Linked DNA regions of Oryctolagus cuniculus: region 2 is linked to region 1. The links are chromatin contacts, called in public Hi-C maps. All regions are on one chromosome and are shown on one strand. The core of a region is the stretch at or near the end of the contact, and the rest is flanking DNA. Distances in the headings are between cores, read along the strand shown. Region 1 has its middle 360 kb from the start of DUSP6. Region 2 holds the start of POC1B (POC1 centriolar protein B).

What was found. Hi-C and Micro-C count contacts between places; a contact is called where the count stands out from the background.
Region 2: a Hi-C map of embryonic fibroblasts shows a contact between it and region 1, with 4 times the contacts expected there. The contact joins the promoter of POC1B here to the enhancer-like site in region 1. A contact is called at or near these places in 4 of 6 Hi-C or Micro-C datasets (embryonic fibroblasts, psoas muscle, skin fibroblasts and 1 more).

What each region holds. Positions count from the first base shown.
Region 1 is chr11:91,641,232-91,646,529 of mOryCun1.1, forward strand. No RefSeq gene overlaps it. Among named protein-coding and RNA genes, the nearest start is that of DUSP6, 360 kb to the right of the region's middle. Within about 2 kb of position 2,405, at least 1 of the 8 cell types and tissues checked has an H3K27ac peak or open chromatin away from gene starts, as enhancers often do.
Region 2 is chr11:92,178,542-92,183,839 of mOryCun1.1, forward strand. It overlaps POC1B (POC1 centriolar protein B), which reads right to left and starts at 2,119. Exons shown (of 12, transcript XM_017342011.3): 1 at 1,801-2,119; 2 at 1,038-1,122. The coding sequence starts at 1,815. GALNT4 (polypeptide N-acetylgalactosaminyltransferase 4) reads right to left here and starts at 757. Exons shown (of 1, transcript XM_008256873.4): 1 at 1-757. The coding sequence starts at 532.

The DNA.
Region 1 (5,298 bases), core at 1,155-3,654:
GCTCCTAGGAAGTGAGGAGAGGAGGTGAAAAGGTCCTGAGGTAGCAGCCTATTTGAAGTGGAAGCAAGTTTACAACCACGGTAAGGGAAAGGCAAGGAGTCAGTGGAACTAGGACAGGAGTGGAGGGGAAGTAGCAGATGATAGAGGGGGGTGGGCGAGTGGGGGGCTACAGATCCTTAAGGGTTGCTCGATCCTTGGAAGGAATTCCATTTTACTCTGGAGAGATGAAACTATTGGAATGAGCAGTGCTACAATCAGACTTAATTCTTTAAAGGATTATGCCAATATTCTTTTCCTGTTTTTGGAATGTTTATCACAATGGCCAGCCAAGGCCATACATTCTAGAATGAGATTGACTTAATTTTAAATGATAATCCTTTTTTTTTTTTTAAAGATCTACTTATTTATTTGAGAGGCAGAATTAGAGAGAGAGAGAGAGAGAGAGAGAGAGAGAGAGAGAGGGAGGGAGGGAAAGGTTTTCCATCCACTGGTTCACTCCCCCAAATGCTTGCAACGGCTGAGCTGGGCCGATCCAAAGCCAGGAGCCAGGAGCCTCTTCCAGGTCTTCCACACAGTTGCAGGTGCCCAAGCACTTGGGTCACCTTCCACTGCTTTCTCAGGCCATCAGCAGGGAGCTGGATCAGAAGTGGAGTGGCCAGGACTCAACCTGGCGCCCATATGGGAACTGGCACTGCAGGCAGGGACTTAACCTACTACACCACAGAGCCGGTCCCTAACTGATATTTCTAAAATCTCACTTTCTGTGGACTATGAAAAAAGTAATCCAAAAGAAAAGAAAAGTCTTTTTCTAAAAGAAAAGCCCTTGTCTCCTCTTCAGAAGATGTGGCCATATCCTCATTAATTGAATCTGTCATCAAGAGATGCACAATTATTCATGGACCAGTAAGAAGAGACAAAACAACACTGCCGGTCATATACACGTCAGTAGGATCTGGCTCTCTGAGTTGGAAATGCCATCAGTCTATTCCTGGGGTTTCAGTGATCTTTGCCCTTACTTGCATGGCTTGTCACAAAGTGGGCAATTAGCTTACAAAACTCTCAGCAATGAAAATGAAATATAACAGCATATATTTGTTGATAGCTTAATTTCTCAGAGCCCCATAACGCATTTGGTTGTTGCTTTGGTAGAAAAGATGGGCTTTTTCTTCCCCTCTAGGATGAATATTGGCTTTATGAATAGCAATTTTACACCTGCCTCTCTGCTCGGTTTTATGCTTGTACAGTCGGCAGTAGTGTGGATCAGGGTGTGAAAGGTTCTGGAAGCACAGGGAGACTCGGACCACGCGGTGCCGCTGATGTGCACGAGTGAACGGATTGACAGAAATATCAGTGCACACATTCTAGACACTGGCAGAGCCGCGTCATGTCTGCCCGTCAGCCCACGGTGACTGTAAAGTGACATCAGTGCTGTGTTAAAATGTCATGTCCAGGGTCTGTGTGGGGGGGTGTAAGCGTGCTTTAGAATTGATGGAATGGGTGTAGTGCCTGCGCCGCAGGTTAGCATGGACTCAGGAATTCCTGGCACACAGGCCGCCCTCGGTGACAACAGCTGGTTATCATTCTCCCCTCTCTGAGGGCGTCACTTTACGGGACCCCATCTCTCCTCTAAGAGTCCTTAAATTAAGTTCATTTTCTCTCCTCCTAATCTTCCAATTCTAATTACTCAGGAGGCTTTCTGTCTTCTGGCACTTTCCACTCCCAGCGGGAAATAAAGTTATGTGTCTCTAACTCCCTACACAGCCCCTTTTCCCAAGTCATTAATCAATGCTCAGATTAAGGAAAAAAATTGGCCTGACATCTCTGGAGACCCATTCTAGGGCAAAATAGATTTTTCTTGCTTTCGTATTCCCTCAGTATCTTTTAATTGAAGGTAGATATTTGGCTTACAGTTTTAAAAAATTCCTTTGATGATTTGAAAATCTGTGGGCTCATTATCACGTTGCCTTATCTCTTCCGTGTTTATTAGTCAGCCTGTTCTAAAAATACGAGAGTTGCTGTAACCTTCTCAGAGAATGTCGCGGCTGACTGATACGGTCCCCCAAGCGTGCTGTCCTGCTTTGTCGTGATACCAGGACACCATGTGAGACATTTCAAGAAAGGCTGAAGGCAGAAGCCCTGTTGATGCTTATTTGCCCCAGGCCTTTTTATATCTTCCTGAAATGGCATGCTTTTCAACCGCCTGCCTCATCGAATTAAAACAAGAATGTAAGCAGATGAGGCAGGCAGCCACAGATCAAAAGCAGGACTGCTAGGCGGCTCCTCTCCAGGGCCGGCCTGCTCTGTGCCCTCACCGTTGGTGACCTGGGAATGTCCCGGGTGCTCAGCTGCACTGGAATCTCGGGCTGGGTGTAGACGCTGTCGGTGTCTGTCAGCCCCAGGTGATTGATGACATCTTAACTCTTGAGATGAAATGGCTGCACGTGGTCTTTGAGAGCAGGTGGTGTGTGCAGACCGAGGGGCTGTGCAAATATGCGAGGGAGGGGCGAGCAGCCATCTGGGAGGAAATGTGAGCAGCTAAAGGGGCCTTTCCACTCCAGCTCCCTCTGCTTACTTAAGCTGGGTTCAGGGGGACAAAACTGATTATTGGGACTCTAAAATTATTGATTGCAAGTAACGCAACCTGTCTAAGCTACATGTTCTTGGTCATTGAAAGGGCCCTAAGCAGGTTAAATCACCTGTTAGCAGCATCTGGGTTAGAGTTCATGGAGAACTTAATGGCTAGATGTTTGCCCCAATGGCCACTTACTCTTTAATTGATTTTGCTGGCCTTGTTGGTCCTCCAACTCCTAGCTGACTCTTAATTGAACATGTTTTCATTAACATATTACAATTGCTTTGTTTCAGTCTTTTATTTTTATTTTTTTTTTTTTTTACCTTTTAACCATATATTTAAGGTAGACAAAGTTCATGCTTTCATAAATAAAAATTTAGGAATTTAGTGATTCTTCCCTCCCCACCTGCCCAACCCTCAGCACTCCCACCCTTCTTTCTCTTCCAAGTTCAGTTGAAATGACCCCAAGATATTTTTCTTCCTTCTTGTTTTTATTATGAATATTTAACATTTGAAAAACATTTTGCCACTTCAGATGTTGATATTAAATACATACACAAGTACTGTTTTTCATGAAAACAAAAAATGGGGGATATTACAAAATGTGGAATTCAGGACAATGATCAGAGTGTGGAAAGGGGATATTGTCATGTAGATGATACAATTTGGTGAGGACATTATTTTTAACCATCTACATATGAAACAATATGACATCTTTTATGCTTTCTATATTAACTTTCATATATAAAGAGAAAACATGTGATATTTGTCTTTCTCTGGTTTATTTCACTGAGGACAAAGATCTCCATTTCCATCTATTTTGATGCAAATGTCAGAATTTAGTTTTTTTTATGGCTGAATATTATTCCATTTTTCAAATAGTGACTTCATTTCCTTTGGATATATTCCCAGAAGTGGAATAATTGAGTCATATGGTAGATTCCTTTTTAGTTTTTTGGGGAATCTCTATACTGGTTTCCATATGGTTGCATTAATTGACATTCGTACCAATATTGCATTCTTCACAACCTTGCTAGCATTTATTGTTTTTTGAATCTTGGACAATATTCATTTTAACTCGAGTGAGATGATCCCTCATTTTGGTTTTTATTTTTGTTTCTCTGATGGCTAGTGGTCCTGAGCATGTTCCTATCTGTCAGCAATTTAAATTTCTTCAGAAAAAAATCTATTCATTTCCTTTGCCCATTTCCAAACTGGGTTGTTGGTTTTGTTGTTGTTGAGTTTCTTGTGCTCCTTATATACTCTGGATATTAATCCTTTACCAGATGCACACTTTGCCAATACTTTCTCACATTCTATTGGCTGACTCTTCACTTTGTTCATTGTTTCCTTCACTGTACAGAAGCTTCTTAGCTTGATGTCATCTTATTTGTCTATTTTTGCTTTTTATTGCCTGTGGGTATTTTAAAATCCCATTTGGTATTTCCTGACTTTATTTAACAAAAGGTTTTTTTTTTAATGCTTGTGGACTTCAATAAAATTTCTTGTCTGGTATATTTCAGATGAAGAAAATAGTTATGAGGAGTGAGAAATAATTCTTTGTGACTTGTGTCTGAGCACTGATCTTACCAAGTCAGGGCCTGCCTTCAGATGAAAAATGCACCATCTAGACAGGAAGAGGCAAGTACAGGAAGTAAGGAAACAACAGGCAGAGCGCCTTGGATTTACACGGCGTAGACAACCACTCACCACAGATTTGGGCATTTGAAAGTGAGCGGTAAAGCCAAGGAGGGCTAAATAAATAGTAATAACCACACACAAGCAAATGACTAAAAGTCAAACAAGCTCTCCTTGGTGAGGCTCTGTTAAAAGCAAAGTGTTTTTCCTGGAAGGAAAAGAGGTTGATCTTAGGGATTCGCCTTGGTTTCAGGGAGATTCATTTTATTCTCTGTCAAATGTGCTTAGAATTTGGGTTGAGAGAGCCTTAAACTTCTTCAAGAATCTCCCTTAATCACCTGTCTGATGCTACAGCTCTTGATACAGAAACATCTTCAATTCCTTTTTAGTTGAGGAAAATAATCTGGTGCTGGAGAATTTGGGAGGGTCTGATGTTGTTTGGCCAACTTAAAAGCCAAGCTACCACAAATGACCACTGGTCTAGAGAACCTTTGAGTATGTGCGGAGCAGAGCTGAACTTGGCAGAGAAGCCCAACCAGCTGACCCCCAGCAAAGCCACCACTATACAAATCATAAATGGTGGTTGTTTTAAACTACTAACTTTTAACATGCTTTATTACATAGTGATGGTTCACCTATACAGATAAATTTTGTTAGTATAAAGAACAGGGCTTCAAGTTTTACACAGGTCCTCTCCTACTCCCATACCAAGAGAAGGTATAATTATTATTATTTTACATATTTACTGGAGAAATATGATAGGCAGAAAGATGAAGTGCATGCTGAAGATGAGCAATGGAGTTGATTTCACACTAGTTTCCAAAGTAATCCAACACCTTTAAGTATTGTATCAAGAAATACAAGCTTACTGTGGCAGATTTGAGCAAACTAGGAATGTCTGCAATTATTTTATAAAGTTCATGGAAAGTAAAATTAAAAGATGTTATTTTGGTTCAAAAATTTTTGAAGTCCATGCTTAGTTTTTTCAGAATATACATTTCCAAGAAACGTTCAAAGACTTCTTGTATGTACAATTTTAAAAATTTGCTTCAAAATAAATGTATCTTTTGATTCCATTTCCATGAACC
Region 2 (5,298 bases), core at 869-3,368, 540 kb after region 1:
CCAGGATGATCTCCTTGAGCAGGACTGCGGGAGAAGTTTCGAGAACACTGTGGATGGTGCGGAGCAAGGTGGACCAGGCTTCGTTATAGAAGGCGATGATGACAGAGGTGGTGGGCAGTCTCCTGTAGTTGAACGTCTTGGACTTACACTCATACATTCTTTTATCCTCTATGTGGCGGTGCAGAGAAATCCTGTCACTGAGGTAAATATTGATGGCATATCTCTCAATGAGCTCTTCTTGCTGCTTCAGTTCCCCCTCGCTGAGCTGCAGCTTGCTGGCTTTCCCCCACTCCCCGAGGGCTTGGGAATCTGCCGGGGGCTTCTCATACAGCGGGCGCGACAAATCCTCGGCGTTTCTCTCCAGATCTGCGAATCGCCTGGACGTCCGCCCCTCCCTGGCATGGCCGGCACTGGGGGACGACTGGAAAGCCGAGACCGAGAGCTCCACGAGGATATAGGCCGCCGTTAAGAGCGCCAGCAGCAGGCAGCTCTTGCCTGCCCAGGTCCACCGCACGGCCATCCGGATCCTCATGGCTGGGGCTCAGCGGCCGCCACCTCGCCACCTCGCAGGGGCAGCCTGGAAGGTGAACTTCCCGGCAGGTCCCTGCCTTCAGGCAGGCGCTCGGCTCTTCGGCAGCTCCTCACAGCCCCTCGGGCTCCCCGGAGGGCACCTGAGATCCCCCTCGGACGCGCTCTGCCCACTTCCTGCTGCTCTTCGCAGAACTTTTCACAAACTCTCCAGCCAACACCCCACCCTCCGCGGGCCGAGGACAAACCCCTCCCCTTCCTACTCACTCCTCCTGGCGGTTACTTGGCGAAAGGCGCCCGCCAAGCCCGCGCCGGTGGGCGGCTCTGGGTCTGGGTCGGGGCCGGGGCCGGGGGCCGGGGGCCGGGTGGCCCGGCCGGGCACCGCCGCCCTCCACCCCCCACCCCGATGAGGACCTCCGAGGCTCTCGTGGGAGCCCGGGACAGGAGGAAAGGTCTCCGGCCACCTGAGCTTCTGTCTCCTTACACAAGATAAAAACAGTGACACCTACCAAGTTGTTTGCCGTTAGGGCTGAAGCCCACGGAGGTGATCGCCGCTTTGTGGCCTTTAAAGTAACGCTCCAGAACGGGGTCCTCCTGCGAAGGAAAGTTGTCGACGGTTCAAACCAGATGTGGACCCCGCGTGCAGCGGCTGGGGGTCGACGGTCCACACAGCCGCAACGCCAGGAACCTGCCCCCATCGCGGGCTTGGGGTTGCGGGGCGGCAGCAGCGCCCCGCGGGGAGACGCCGGGCGCCAGCTCGTCCCGCAGCGCCGGGAAAATCGTGCAATCCCGCTTCCCAGAAGCAGGCGCCTCTAAGGGACGACCTGAGGTGGGGTTGGGCTCATCTGAAATGCACGTTCCCAGGCGCCGCGGCTCCAGTCCGCAGGTGCAAGGAGGCGCCCGGGCTTTTGCACTTTTCTTAAAAAAAAAAAAAAAAAAAAAAAAAAAAAAAAAAAGTCCCAGGTGATTCTGACGCAGGCGCTCCACGGAGCCCCTCAGAGAATTCTGGGGGTCATGGGGTCGCTTACGCTCCTTCTCGAGTTCTGGGACGCGCAGAGGAGCGTCGCGGAGCCCGACACGGGCTTGGCGCTCCGGCCGCCCGGTTCACAGTGGGAGAGGCGGACGCCCCCCAGGCCAGGGGCGGGGGGCAGCACCTCAGGACCCCGCTGCCGACACCTGCTTCCATCTCCTCCAGGTGCCGCCGCGACCCTGCCCCGGCCCCCCAACCCGCGGGACCAGCCCCGGCCAGGGCCCCCCACAGCCCGTCCTTACCGGGGAGGAGGCCATGGGGGAACGGTGGGCGCCGGGCTCCTGCGGGCGGGGGGAAACGGGGGCGGGAGGGAGGAGGGAAGGGGAGAGGGTGAAAAGGGGAACCGCGAGGCGCCCGGAACCGTCTGCTCGGAGCGGCAGCACCTCCCGGTCACTACAACAACGGCGGCCCAGTCAAACCCCGCGCTCCAGGCATGGCCAGCCGAGCCTCGAGACTCCGAGGCCGGAGCGGGGGTCGGGGGCGGAGGGGTCGCTGCCAGCGACTGCGCGGGACGCTCCGGGGCCAAGTGCGACGGTACACCTAAGCCACTGTTTACTAATGCTGGCGTTCCCTTTCGGTTTGACGCCTGGAAAGAGAAGGAAGTGGGGAGCGAGGGCATTGTAGGCCTGTGATCGATGCAATCGGAGTTCTATTACATGTTAAAGAGCCAGCGCTCGTTGGTTTCAAGTTTGTCCCCGGTAATTTATCACGGGAGAGGGGGCGTGGCGTAGGGCGGTGGAGTTTTGATGTGAAGAGGAACAGCTGGCTACTTCTCAATACATTCAAAGGAACTAAAATCCTGGAGGACAGATTTGAATTTGTTTAATCTCTTTACCAAACAGTGCCCCGCATGATAATAATGCTGCACACTGGAGATGAATGGACGAATAAACCGCATCTCCTTAACCTTTTGGGCTGTATGTTTCTTTATCTGCTTCTTTGCGTATGCTTTCCAGGAATGCATTTACCAGCAGCGCATTTAAAATCTTTAGGAAGACTTGGAAACATGTTTTAACGTATTAGCTCAAATGGTAACTGTAACTATTTATACAACAGGGTTTCAATGCACATAGTATCATTTCTGGTTCAGTAACACTGTAGAAGTTGGAAGAGTTATAATGTTCCCAAATGATAAACTTGATTCTTAGATCCTGATCTTAGAAGTCATGCAGAGACCGCTTTTTCAATTCTAAAAATATCTTGTTTTTTTTTTTTTTAATCCTGAAATTACATACACAATAAAGTTTCTTGGCAATGTAAAATGGGATAGGCCACAGCTGGTAAGATACACGTTCTATGTAAATGAGAGGTATACTACCACCTTAATTACAGGTTCTCTAGTTGTCTAGAGATTGCATTTAGCTTTAATAAGTTCTGCAGATAACAATTTAACGGGTAAGAAATAGCTTTAGATTGCAGTGTTACTTTAATTCAAGTATATGATTGTTGAATTTCTCCTGTATGTTTGGCCCTGAGGGATATAAAGATGATTGAAATGTTTTTCCTGCCTTCAAGGACTCAACCATCTAGATTGATATGGCTAATATTTTAGCATGTGTAATGTTGATTTAGCGGCTCAATTCGCAGAGATGCTGAAGCAACATGCTCGTAAATAGGGTGGGATCCACGGTTCTACGGATTAACAAGCTCCGTACACGATTGCTATGGGAGTCTCAGCTGTGTACATTGAGAAACATTGCTGTAGTCCAGGGGGTGATATATTTAACAGTGTTGATGCCAGCAATTTGTCAACAAACTCTGGCAAGACTCCAAGTTTTGCTCCTTATTCCCAGTCTAAGTTTGATTAAACACACACACACAATCCTGGCATGCTTAAGCATAATACTGGATGCTGGTAGGAATGTAAAATGGTGCACTGTGGCTCCAGCAAGTCTACAGCTAGGTATAGCCCACAAATACTGAAAGCAAGGACTCAGATGTTTGTATTACATTAGTAACAGCCCCAAAGTGAAAACAGCCCAAGTATTCAACAAAGGAATAGATAAAATATGATAACTACATTCAATGAGATATTATTCAGCCACTAAAATAATGAAATTCTGATGCATGCTGCAACATAGATGACCCTTGAAGACATTATGCCAAGGGAATACATTATGGTTGATGACTTTACTTCTTTAAAGTACCTAGAATGGGTGGATGTACAGAGACAGAAAGGAGCTGCGGCTAAGGGAGAATGGGGAGTTACTGACTGATGAGGGGTGCAGAGTTTCTGCTGGGGATGAAGTTCTGAAAATAGTGGTGATGGTTGCACGGCACTGTGAATGTGCTCAACGCCGGTGAATTCTAGCCTTAAAAATGGTGAAAATGGAATGTTCAATGTTATGTGTATTTTACTCAAAAAAAAAAAAATAGTACTAGAATCTTAGGAGTAATCAAGACCTCAGATCTCTTTTAGCCATGATATGTCTGATATTGGACATAGCAGGTTAACTAAAAAAAGGAAGAAAAAGTTGGACACTTAGAAACTAGTTCAAGGGGGGCTGGTGCTGTGGCGTAGTGGGCTAGGCATCCGCCTGCGGTGCTGGGCCCCTGCACCCATGTGGGAGACCTGGCAGAAGCTCCTGTGGCCATTTGGGGAGTGAATCAGCAGATGGAGGACCTTTCTTTCTGTCTCTCCCTCTGACTGTAGCTCAAATAAAAACAAATAAAATCAAAAGATAGGAAGGGAGGAAGGAAAGAAAAGAGAGAAACTTGCTCAAGGGACTGGCACTGTGTAGCAGGTTAAGCTGGTGCCTGCAATGCTGGCATCCCATATGGGCAGCGGTTGGGTCCTGGCTACACTGCTTCCCAGCCAGCTCCCTGCTACTGGCCTGGGAAAGCAGTGGCAGATGGTCCAACTGCTTGGGCCCCTGCACTCACATGGGAGACCTGGATGAGGCTCCTGGCTTCGGCCTGACCCAGCCCATTGTAGCCATTTGGGGGAGTGAACCAGTGGATGGAAACTCTCTCTCTTTGTCTCTCCTTCTTTTTCTCTCTGTAACTCTACCTTTCAAATAAATAAATAAATCTTTGAACAAAAAGAAACTAGCTCAAAAGAATAATTTAAGATTTTTCTCAGTTTAAAATTTCTTTAAAATTTTAATTTAAATTAGTTTTTAATAGTCAATGTGATTTGTAGAAACAATTCTAAGAACATAATGATTTCTCTAAGTTCTTTAGAAAATGTTTTTTTAAATTCCAGTTATCAAAAATACATGATTTTGCCAGCACCGCGGCTCACTAGGCTAATCCTCCGCCTTGCGGCGCCAGCACACCGGGTTCTAGTCCCGGTCAGGGTGCAGGATTCTGTCCTGGTTGCCCCTCTTCCAGGCCATCTCTCTGCTGTGGCCCAGGAAGGCAGTGAAGGATGGCCCAAGTACTTGGGCCCTGCACCCGCATGGGAGACCAGGAGAAGTACCTGGCTCCTGCCATCGGATCAGCGCGGTTGGAGGGTGAACCAACGGCAAAAGGAAGACTTTTCTCTCTGTCTCTCTCTCTCACTGTCCACTCTGCCTGTAAAAAACAAAAACAAAAACAAAAACATGATTTTGGGGCCAGCGCTGTGGCGTAACGGGTAAAGCCACTGCCTGCAGTGCTGGCATCCCATATGGGCACCAGTTTAAGTCCCTGCTACTCCACTTCCAATCCAGCTCTCTGCTATGGCCCGGGAAAGCAGTAGAAGATGGCCCAAGTCCTTGGGCCCCTGCACCCACATGGAGACCCGGAAGAAGCCCCTG